2 separate regions of the Mus musculus genome follow, and region 1 is linked to region 2. A link is a contact called in public Hi-C data. All regions are on one chromosome and are shown on one strand. Each heading gives the region's core, a stretch centred on a gene start, on an enhancer-like site or on the middle of the called end of the contact. The rest is flanking DNA. Distances are from core to core; before and after follow the strand shown.

The links. Hi-C and Micro-C count contacts between places; a contact is called where the count stands out from the background.
Region 1: a contact with region 2 is called in a Hi-C map of bone marrow-derived macrophages, with 18 read pairs. The contact joins two enhancer-like sites. A contact is called at or near these places in 1 of 484 Hi-C or Micro-C datasets (bone marrow-derived macrophages), 1 of 115 datasets of contacts at active chromatin or transcription factors (stem cell-derived neural progenitor cells) and 2 of 9 other capture datasets (embryonic stem cells and liver).

Annotation. Positions count from the first base shown.
Region 1 is chr16:45,663,167-45,668,017 of GRCm38.p6, forward strand. It overlaps Tmprss7 (transmembrane serine protease 7), which reads right to left. Exons shown (of 18, transcript NM_172455.3): 12 at 4,386-4,493; 13 at 1,006-1,116; 14 at 103-219. Among named protein-coding and RNA genes, the nearest start is that of BC016579, 11 kb to the left of the region's middle. Within about 2 kb of position 3,230, at least 33 of the 459 cell types and tissues checked have an H3K27ac peak or open chromatin away from gene starts, as enhancers often do. A contact at or near this core is called in bone marrow-derived macrophages, where this site is marked.
Region 2 is chr16:45,255,760-45,260,396 of GRCm38.p6, forward strand. No RefSeq gene overlaps it. Among named protein-coding and RNA genes, the nearest start is that of Btla, 34 kb to the left of the region's middle. Within about 2 kb of position 2,027, at least 30 of the 459 cell types and tissues checked have an H3K27ac peak or open chromatin away from gene starts, as enhancers often do. A contact at or near this core is called in bone marrow-derived macrophages, where this site is marked.

The sequences.
Region 1 (4,851 bases), core at 1,980-4,479, 410 kb after region 2:
TGAGCAGCCTTTGTCTGAGGAATGATACTCAGAGGCAATGAAAGTGGACAGTGGATAAAGGAAGAGGGAATACAGGAGTCAAAAGCAGCCATTTCTACGCACCGCAGCCTTCCTCGTCACTTCCATCTGGACAGTCCACTATACCATCACATTGTGCATTTTGCTTCCTGAAGCAAATGTCATTGCCACATTTAAAGGTCCTACTGGTGCATGGGATGCCTAAACATGGGCAAAAAGAAGGAACAGTTTTGTTTTGTTGCCGTTGTTGTTTCTAGACAGAAACAGATTTGAAGGAATGACTTGGAACTGTGAAAAAGGTGTCCTAGTCATGGGGTCACTCTTTTCTGCCCTGGGAAAAGCTGGGAGGGGGAAGAGGAAACACCCCACAGGGACATTTTCCTTCACTTAAGCAGATGCATTGGAAGTCAGGCAAAGTAACAGGCATCACTCCAACTGCTTCTTCCCATCCATGGTGAACACAACACAAAAGAATGCATGGCCTCTTGGCTATTGCCTTGTCTTACTCTCTAAGGAGAAAAGAGGTTATCAAAAACCCATATACATGCCATCCTTTTAGGCAGTTAGGAGGAAAATAATGAATAGATGCTCTGAATTGCAATGCATTTGCTCACCACCTACAGGGTTCACTTTCTGTTGTGGTGTCAGCAGGTATCCCCACAGTGCCTCCTAGGTTCCTCTGTGACAGACCTTCATTGTCCAACCTGCAGCTAGCATGAAAACCTAGTAAAGCCACAAACATGTGCCAGTATTTGCACAGGAGCACATCCAATTCCACCCCACCTACTGTATCTCATTGTAAACAAGTATCTCATTGTTCTCTAGAATGGGTAGGATTCTCAGATCAAGAGATATGAGGGCTAAAACTGGGAGAGGTGTGTGGTAACTGGGGCAAGCTATCTCTCCGAATGCAGCAGAGCTGTTTGGATCGTTGGGGGTTCTAACAAAACAACAGAGCTCTGTGCACCCCCCCCCACCCCTCCTCACTTCTAGTGCAGTTTTGCTCGTCCTGACCATCCTCGCAGTCCCGGAAGCCATCACAGACCAGAGGGCCATGCTGCCGGAAGCTGCTGCTGTTGCAGGCAGGTTTTACAGTCACTGTGGTGAAAGGCAGAAAGGTCATGAACAACAGGGCATCAGCTGGGTTCTCTGATGGCCAACAGTACCCCTCTAAAGGTATGAACATTATCACGGAAAATACAAAAGCGTGATAGAATGTGTCTACCTTCAAGTAATAAATCCCAGGAAGAAAGGGGATGGCTAGTATAATTCCTTACTCTGATGAAATTCCTATCGGATCTTGGTTTTGCTATGGTGTCAATGTGTTTAAATCTGGTGGTTTATGTAACTTCAACTCATTGCATCATAAATAATCATGTTTTCTCTTATTTTTTGAGACAAGCTCTCACTGTGTAATCCTAGCTGACCTCAAAGAGATCCACCTGCTTCTGCCTTCTGTGTGCTTGGGTTAAAGATCTGCTCCACCATGCCTGGTATGATGGTTTGTATATGCTTGGCCCAGGGAGTGGCACTATTAGGAGGTTGGGCCTTGTTAGAGTAGGTGTATCACTGTGGTCATGGGCTTAAGACCCTCACTCTAGTGGCCTTGAAGCCAGTCTTCCTAGAAGTCTTGAGATGAAGATGTAGAACTCTCAGCTCTGCCTGCACCATGCCTCCCTGGTACTGCCATGTGTTCCCACCTTGGTGTTAATGAACTAAACCTCTGTGCCTGTAAGCCAGCCCTACTTAAATGTTGTCCTTATAAGAGTTGCCTTGGTCACGGTGTCTGTTCACAGCAGTAAAACTCTAACTAAGACACCTGGCATCACTAATTTTTTTTTTTAAAGAAAAATAATTCGCATCACCTGTTATCTGAGTTGAACTTGCCTACCCTCCTGAGAAAGGTGTAGTGGGCTGAAATGGGGGATTTTGTCTCACTCATCTCTCTACCTCAGGTCCCTGACCAAAAAATATTAGATGCTCACAAAAACCTTGGTGGATTAATTAATGAAGGTGAGACCTTAAAGGATATCAGACTCGTAGCCCACATGTGAAACCACTTTAAACTTGTTTTACTCTGATGGATATATACCCTAAAAACGACTGTTTCTTTGACAGACTTCTTGAATCACCTTTACATCTATGGCATACATAGTATACCAGCAAAGCATCGTCTGAAAGGAAGGTTTCTCTGTGATCTCTAGATTGTGAAATTTTTCAGTTTTACTGTCTTTTTTTTTTTTTGTTTACCAGTGTATTTCTTGTGTTACTCAGTCCCTGTCCCCACCCCTCAAAGGGTGAGTGGAGTACACTACTGCCTTAAAGCACTTGGTTGTTGCCAAAAGGTACCTAGTTAACATCCACAGAATGGCTCCGGAAAAGATGCAATGGAATACAATGATACCAATCACTAGTCCTTATTATAAAAGAATGCCAATAGCTTTCATCTGGGGCATCAGAGCAAAGAACAGTAATGGAAAAAAAAAACCTTCAATCACTAAAATTGTCAGCATCTATTTTCTTAAGAAATCAAAGATTTTATAGATTTAGATTGCTAATGAGCCATAAATTAAGATGATTTTATTTTGTTTTGTAAATTTGAAAATGTACAAAGGGATTAGGGATGTAGTTCAGGGCTAGGGTATTTGCCTAGCACATGCAAGACACTAGGCTTGATCCCAGTATCACACCCACACATACACAGTTGTAGATGCAGAGGTCATTTTATGAATATAATTTTACATAGCTGTATTATATTAAATGAAATGTTTCCCCAAAGATATGGAAAGATTACATACCATTTTTGTTACAAGAGTATTTAAAAAACTATTGCCAATAACTTTATATTGCCCTTAAACTATCTTCCTGTTGTCCTATAAACTAGAAATCGATACAGGAGTAGGTTGCAAATAACAATGAAAATTATGATCTATATTATCTGTCTAGATTAGGAGTATCCTGTTTCCATCCCTTAGTTGTTACCAGCAGTCAATGTGTATGAAGAAGATGAGTCAGAAAGCCTCTAAGATCCAGAGGACTCTAAGGAAATGGTGTCTTCCAGAAAGGACAGGACTGATGCACATATGAACCCACAGAGACTGTGGCAGCACGTACAGGCTCTCCATAGGGTCAAAGCAGACCAGAACCCAGCACTCAGAAAGGGAAGTGGACATGAACTAAACAGGAAGCTATCTCCAACTGACATCTGCTTGCAAAGGAAACATTAGACCACACTTAAGGGCAGGCCCCGTGCCAAGCAGTAGTAGATAGACAACACAGAACCAGCTCAATAGTATTTTTATAAATGTTAGTCCCATATTGCTTTGATTGGCATTTTTCTTTCCTTTTTTACTCTCTCTCTCTCTCTCTCTCTCTCTCTTTGTAATCTTACTTGTCTTTTGATTGTATATTAAGGTTTCCAGTTTTGTGTTTTTATAGATTTGGGGCTTTCTCTCTCTCTCTCTCTCTCTCTCTCTCTCTCTCTCTCTCTGTGTGTGTGTGTGTGTGTGTGTGTGTGTGTGTGTGTGTGTGTGTTTTTCTTTTCATTTGTTTATTAAGTTTTGCTTGATTGGTTACTTATTTTCTCAAGAGAGAAAAAGAAAAATGGTGGAGTTGGATGGGTAGAGAAAGATGATGACGCTCTCAGAGGAGCATGGGAAGGAGAAACCTGAACCAGAATATATTGCATGAAAAAGAAAGCTTTTTCAATAAAAAGGAAGTAACTGTAACAGAAAAAATAAATCAACTAAACAGTTGTCTAGTTTGTTCACGACACCTGTGTTGTATCAGCAACCACACTGAACTGAACTTCCTTCAGATTCTGAGCTCCTTAAGGTATAGGATCTTTGTGTTTACACCCAGTTGTGGTAGGTTAGGTCATTAGCCACAAGACATTACTCCCTATAGTGAGAATATGCCACGACATGACCTCAAGGTATACAAAATAATTTTACCTCTCTCTTGAACATGGGCTTAGCCATTCGACTTCTTTGGAGCAACAGAATATGATATAAGTTTTGCAAGGCCAGCCCTTATTGGAAGCCAGGTGTTGATGTTTACTTTTCCTTGCTTTTGTTTCTATTAGCTCCTTGACTCCATGAAAGACCGGGCCATAAAGAATAGCCATGACGCCAACCTGGAAGGAGCTTAGCACAGAACAACCCATTGCTTGAGCCTGAGCCACTCAGCTAAGGAGAGCCTATGCAACCATGAATACATGGTCAAGAATAAATGATGGGGTTAATTAAGCCATTGAGTTTCAGGATAGCTAGGGACAGACATGCAGCATCTACAAAGACTGGGGTCAACCAGCAGCAGCAATGATTCCAAGAAGTTATATATTCATAATGAAATTGTATTACACCTACCACAGAAAAGTTCATCACTTTCGTCGAAACAGTCATTCACTCCGTCACAACGCTGGGCCTGAGGGACACACAAACCGGAGGAGCACCTAAAAGATCCTGCAGGACACGCTACCGGCAAAAGAAAAACACAGAAAATCTTCACTGGGTACCTAAAAGTCAGAGACTACCTTAGCAAAGAATCAAAAAGTGTTAACTGGTTAGAGATTTGATAGAAAAATAGAGGCTATGAAACAAGTTCTCCATGCAGTCAAGACAATGAGTAATTTTTAATGACTAATTTCAATAAGCAAGGAATAAAAGCACCTTAGTGCTACAAATGTTAAACTTAGTAAGACCAATTTCTAGTCTTGGAGCCCAGGGCTCTTGCCTCCATTTTCACTGTCCATCATTCTTTCTAACTTAACCAGATTATTGACCAAACATCAAACCATTGAGCCTGAGCTTACCAATGAATATTACAGAAATA
Region 2 (4,637 bases), core at 777-3,276:
ATGCTAATGTTTAGTGATAATGTCTCATGGCTGTTTACACTTTAAATTCCATCACGATATGTGGTCCTGGCCACCTTTAAGCGGCTTAATTGCCTTCTCTGTATCTTCTTTGGTGAGGTATACGTTCAAATTTCTCATCTCAATCTACAATTCATCTTCTTTTTTTTAATTAGGTATTTTCCTCATTTACATTTCCAATGCTATCCCAAAAGTCCCCCATATCCCCCCCCCCACTCCCCTACCCACCCATTCCCACTTTTTGGCCCTGGCGTTCCCCTGTACTGGGGCATATAAAGCTTGCGTGTCCAATGGGCCTCTCTTTCCAGTGATGGCTTACTAGGCCATCTTTTGATACATATGCAGCTAGAGTCAAGAGCTCCGGGGTACTGGTTAGTTCATAATGTTGTTGCACCTACAGGGTTGCAGATCTCTTTAGCTCATTGGTTACTTTCTCTAGCTCCTCCATTGGGGGCCCTGTGATCCATCCAATAGCTGTCTGTGAGCATCCACTTATGTGTTTGCTAGGCCCCAGCGTAGTCTCACTAGAGACAGCTATATCAGGGTCCTATCAGCACAATCTTGCTAGTGTATGCAATGACAATTCATCTTCTTATGCTCATGATGATCACAGAATTTACACAGAATTTGTTATGTTGGCTTCCACATTAGACTGGGGACTTTAAAAATTTACTTTATTTTATATGTCTTGCCTGTATTTATATGCACCATCTGCTGCCCCAGGCTTAAGAAATCCCGAAGAGGGCATCACATTATCCTGAAATGGAGTTACAAACAGTTGTTAGCTGTTATGTGGGTGCTAGAAATCAAACCTGGGTCCTCTGGAAAGATCTGGTACTTCTAACACTTGAGCCATCTCTCCATTCCCAGCTGTGGGCCTTTTAAGGGTAAATATTGTTATATTCCTAATTAGTTTCCCAACCCAGTGCTTGGCATGTATTATAATTAAAAAGTGTTGAATATTTGTGAAGTAAACCATCCTCTTCCCTCTTACTCAAAGGATGATTTTTTTGTCAGATACATAAAAACTTTTGGGAGTATTTTGTAATGTAAAATCACAACTTCACACCCTAAGCAGGAATCTCCATTTGAATAAGACCCTGGTGTGTTGTATGCACTCTGTGGATTTTACAATTCATTTAGCCTGCTTGAACCTGTTTCTTCCCACTCTCACTCAAGTATGGCAGGAAGCAAAGTACATTTATAGGACAGACTAATTTGGAAAGTTCCTTTTTAAGCAGATACAGGAAGGGCCTCTACACCCCACCCAGAAAGTAAAAACAGCAAGTAAGAAAGAAAACATTTTTATTTAGAAGCTTGTGAAAAAGAACTGGAGAACATGAGAACTGAACATTCTGTGCTAGCAATCAGCTTACAGACTCCAAACAAATTATAGGTGTTGATTTTCAAAATGAGGTCCTGTTCAAAAGTCAGACCGAGTAAACATTCTGTGTGCCTTGCTTCGCCTGAGTATAGGAGCACATACTAGCACCTATGGGGTTTGCTGGTTTCTGAGACTACAGGACAAACCAAGGTTCTATTTTTGTATGGCACAGCCTACAAATAGAGATAAAGGCTATAACCTGATAGCTTAATAATGTCACAGAAGTAGATGCAGAACATATGGAAACTCTATGCCACTCTAAGTTCCTTGAAGCTTGTTTCTTACTTTATTAGAATCTTCATTCCCTAGAAACTGCCTGGAGGGTTATGAAGAAAACCCAATTCACTGCATTCCTCTATCTTTATAGGTGCACATGGCTCGGACCCAAAGACAAAAATCTCATGATTTCCTTTCTAAATCCTGCTTCACTTTGGAACTTACCTGCAGATAGAGTTCATCTACAGAGAGATGCTTCAGACCTTCAAGGGTGCCAGCTGGCTACATGCAGCCACAGGCAGAGAGACAGGATTCCAATTTCTTGGTCTTTAATGCAAGAGTTGTTTTCTTGAGGTTCATGTGGTCAAAGGGGCAGGAGCCCTGTCTCTTACAGCCAGCTAAATATCCTCTTTTTGGAGGGCGTGCCTGCAGAGGGAGGCCAGACAAAGATCCTATTTTGTGGCTGGGGTAAACCTATGAGGAAATCAAAAGAATGGTTTCTTGCTTTCTTGAGTTTATAATAGGAATGAACAGCATGTTATACCAGTTACTGGATGGAATGAAATTAAAAGTGCACTTCTTTGGGGGAAATCAAAGAAAGAGTGTTTGTGATTTCTCTTCTAGTCAGACTAAAGATAGAGAATTCTAATTAGAGATAGTCATTTCTAAGGGCATGGGATATTTTATAAAGTTGTTTCTATTTCTGTTTCTCTTAGTGGATATATATATATATATATATATATATATATATATATATATATATATATATATATATATATATATATATAAATTGTACCCATGAAGTGATTTCATTGTTCCATTGTTCTATTCTGGTACAAGTCTATAATGTATTTTAATCATATCTACCCTCTGATTCTCTTCCCAGCTAGTTGCTCTACTACTATCATGTCTTTTTGGATTTGTTGTTTGTTTCAGTGACTCAGTGAGTTTCAACTGTGTTACTTACAGGAGCATAGGTGGGAAGGTTGTTTACAGGCGCATAGACATCTTACCAGTGGCTATATCATTGAAGAAAATATCTCTCCCTTTCCAGAGGCATTAACTGCTTATAGATCCTCAGGCAATTCATGTACGCCTCTCTACTCTGTGCGGAAATGTTGGCAGCCCAATCTTTTGGAAGTACTGTGAGGGTACTCCTATTGCTGTTGAGTTTAAGAGTGCAATGATATGTGCCCACAAGATACTTTGGTGGGTAGAGCCGCCTGCCACATGGCTTAATGACCTGAGATTAATACCTGGAACCCATAAAGTAGAAAGAAAGAATTGACTCCCACAACTTGCCCTCTGACCTCCACATGTATGCTCTGGAACACATATCCCCCTCCCTTCAATAAAGAGAATAAAATCTAAGTTTTCAAAAAAAAAATCTTCAATGGTCATATAGCACCCAGGAATCTGCATTCCACAATGCCCTACCACTTACTCCAGGTCTTGATTTTTTTTTCTTCTCTTCTGTTCTATTTCCTAAAAGTTAGAATGGCTGAACTGTCCATGGCTGAGTACTCAGTCACATGTTCTGAAGACTTTGACCAGTTAGGAGTCCCTGCAGCCACTCCTGTGAGTGGGGAACATATTGGTAGTGTCAGAAGTGAAAACATGAAGATTTGAGTTTGATCCCTAGAACCCATGTCAAACAGCATTGATATAGTGTGGTGCACACCCGTATTCTCTGCTCTCAGGAGGAAGGAATAGGGGATCCCAGGGAGCTTGCTGGCCATTCAGTCTAGTCAAATCATTGAACTCTTGATTTGGTGAGACGCCTCGTCTCAAAAATTAAGGAAGGGAGTAAATGAGAAAAACAGCTGATATTGGTCTTTGCCCTTCATATGCATGTACACATTCATGAACATATACACAAACTTACATAGTTAATATGCCTATATAACAATAACTATCATTTTAATTTACGACAATGCTACGAGCTTATCTAAGTCTTAGAAACTATGTAGTAGTTGATAATTTTATTGGGCAGGAATGATTAGAATTCTATCAAGCCCTGTAAAATAGTAAACAAACAGAGATTAAAAAGCACAGACTCAAGAGCCTGGAATGATGGTGCATGCCTGTAACCCAAGTACTCAGAAGGCAGAAGCAAGAGGATCATAACTCTGAGGCTGGTCCTGGCTATGGAGTAAGCTGCTGTCTCCTAAAACAAAACAAAACAAAACAAAACAAAACAAAACAAAACAAAACAAAACAAAACAAAACAAAACAAAACAAAACAAAAACTAAGAAACAAACAAAAGTATGTCTTAGTTTGTGTTTTGTTGTTATGAACTGACACCATGACCATGACAACACTTATAAAGAGAAACATTTAATCGGTGCTGGCTTACAGTTTCAGAGGTTCAGTCCATTATGAGCATGCTAGGAAGCATGGTGGTGTCCAGGCAGACATGGCGCTGGAGAAGGAGTTAGGAGTTCTACATCTGAATCCTTAAGCACCACTGAGATGGGCTTGACTGCCACCTACTGGTGCACTTCCTCCAAAAAAGTCACACCCACTCCAAGGCCACACCCTAATAGTGCCACTACCTATGGATCTATGGGGCCATTTTTTATTCAAACCCACACAAATACTAACAACAGAAATCCTTCACACATTCTTACTATTCACCAACTACTAAAAATGGTTAGAAGAATAGCTCCTATCATAGATTATGTTGTTTTTACAACTCTAGAGAATTTTTATTTTCTTTGGATGATTTTCTATATAGAGTTTGGGTCAGTGTGATCTCCAAGTTCATTTTAACTATAAATTCTCAGTGTCACTTCTTTTTATTATTATTAGATATTTTCTTTATTTACATTTCAAATGCTAGCCTCTTTCCTAGTTTCCCCTCCGAAAATCCCCTATCCCCTCCTCTTTCCCCTTGCTCCCCAACCCACCCACTCCCATTCCTGGTCCTGGCATTCCCCTATACTGGGGCATAGAGCCTTCACAGGACCAAGGGCCTCTTCTCCCATTGATGACCCACTAGGCAATCCTCTGCTACAT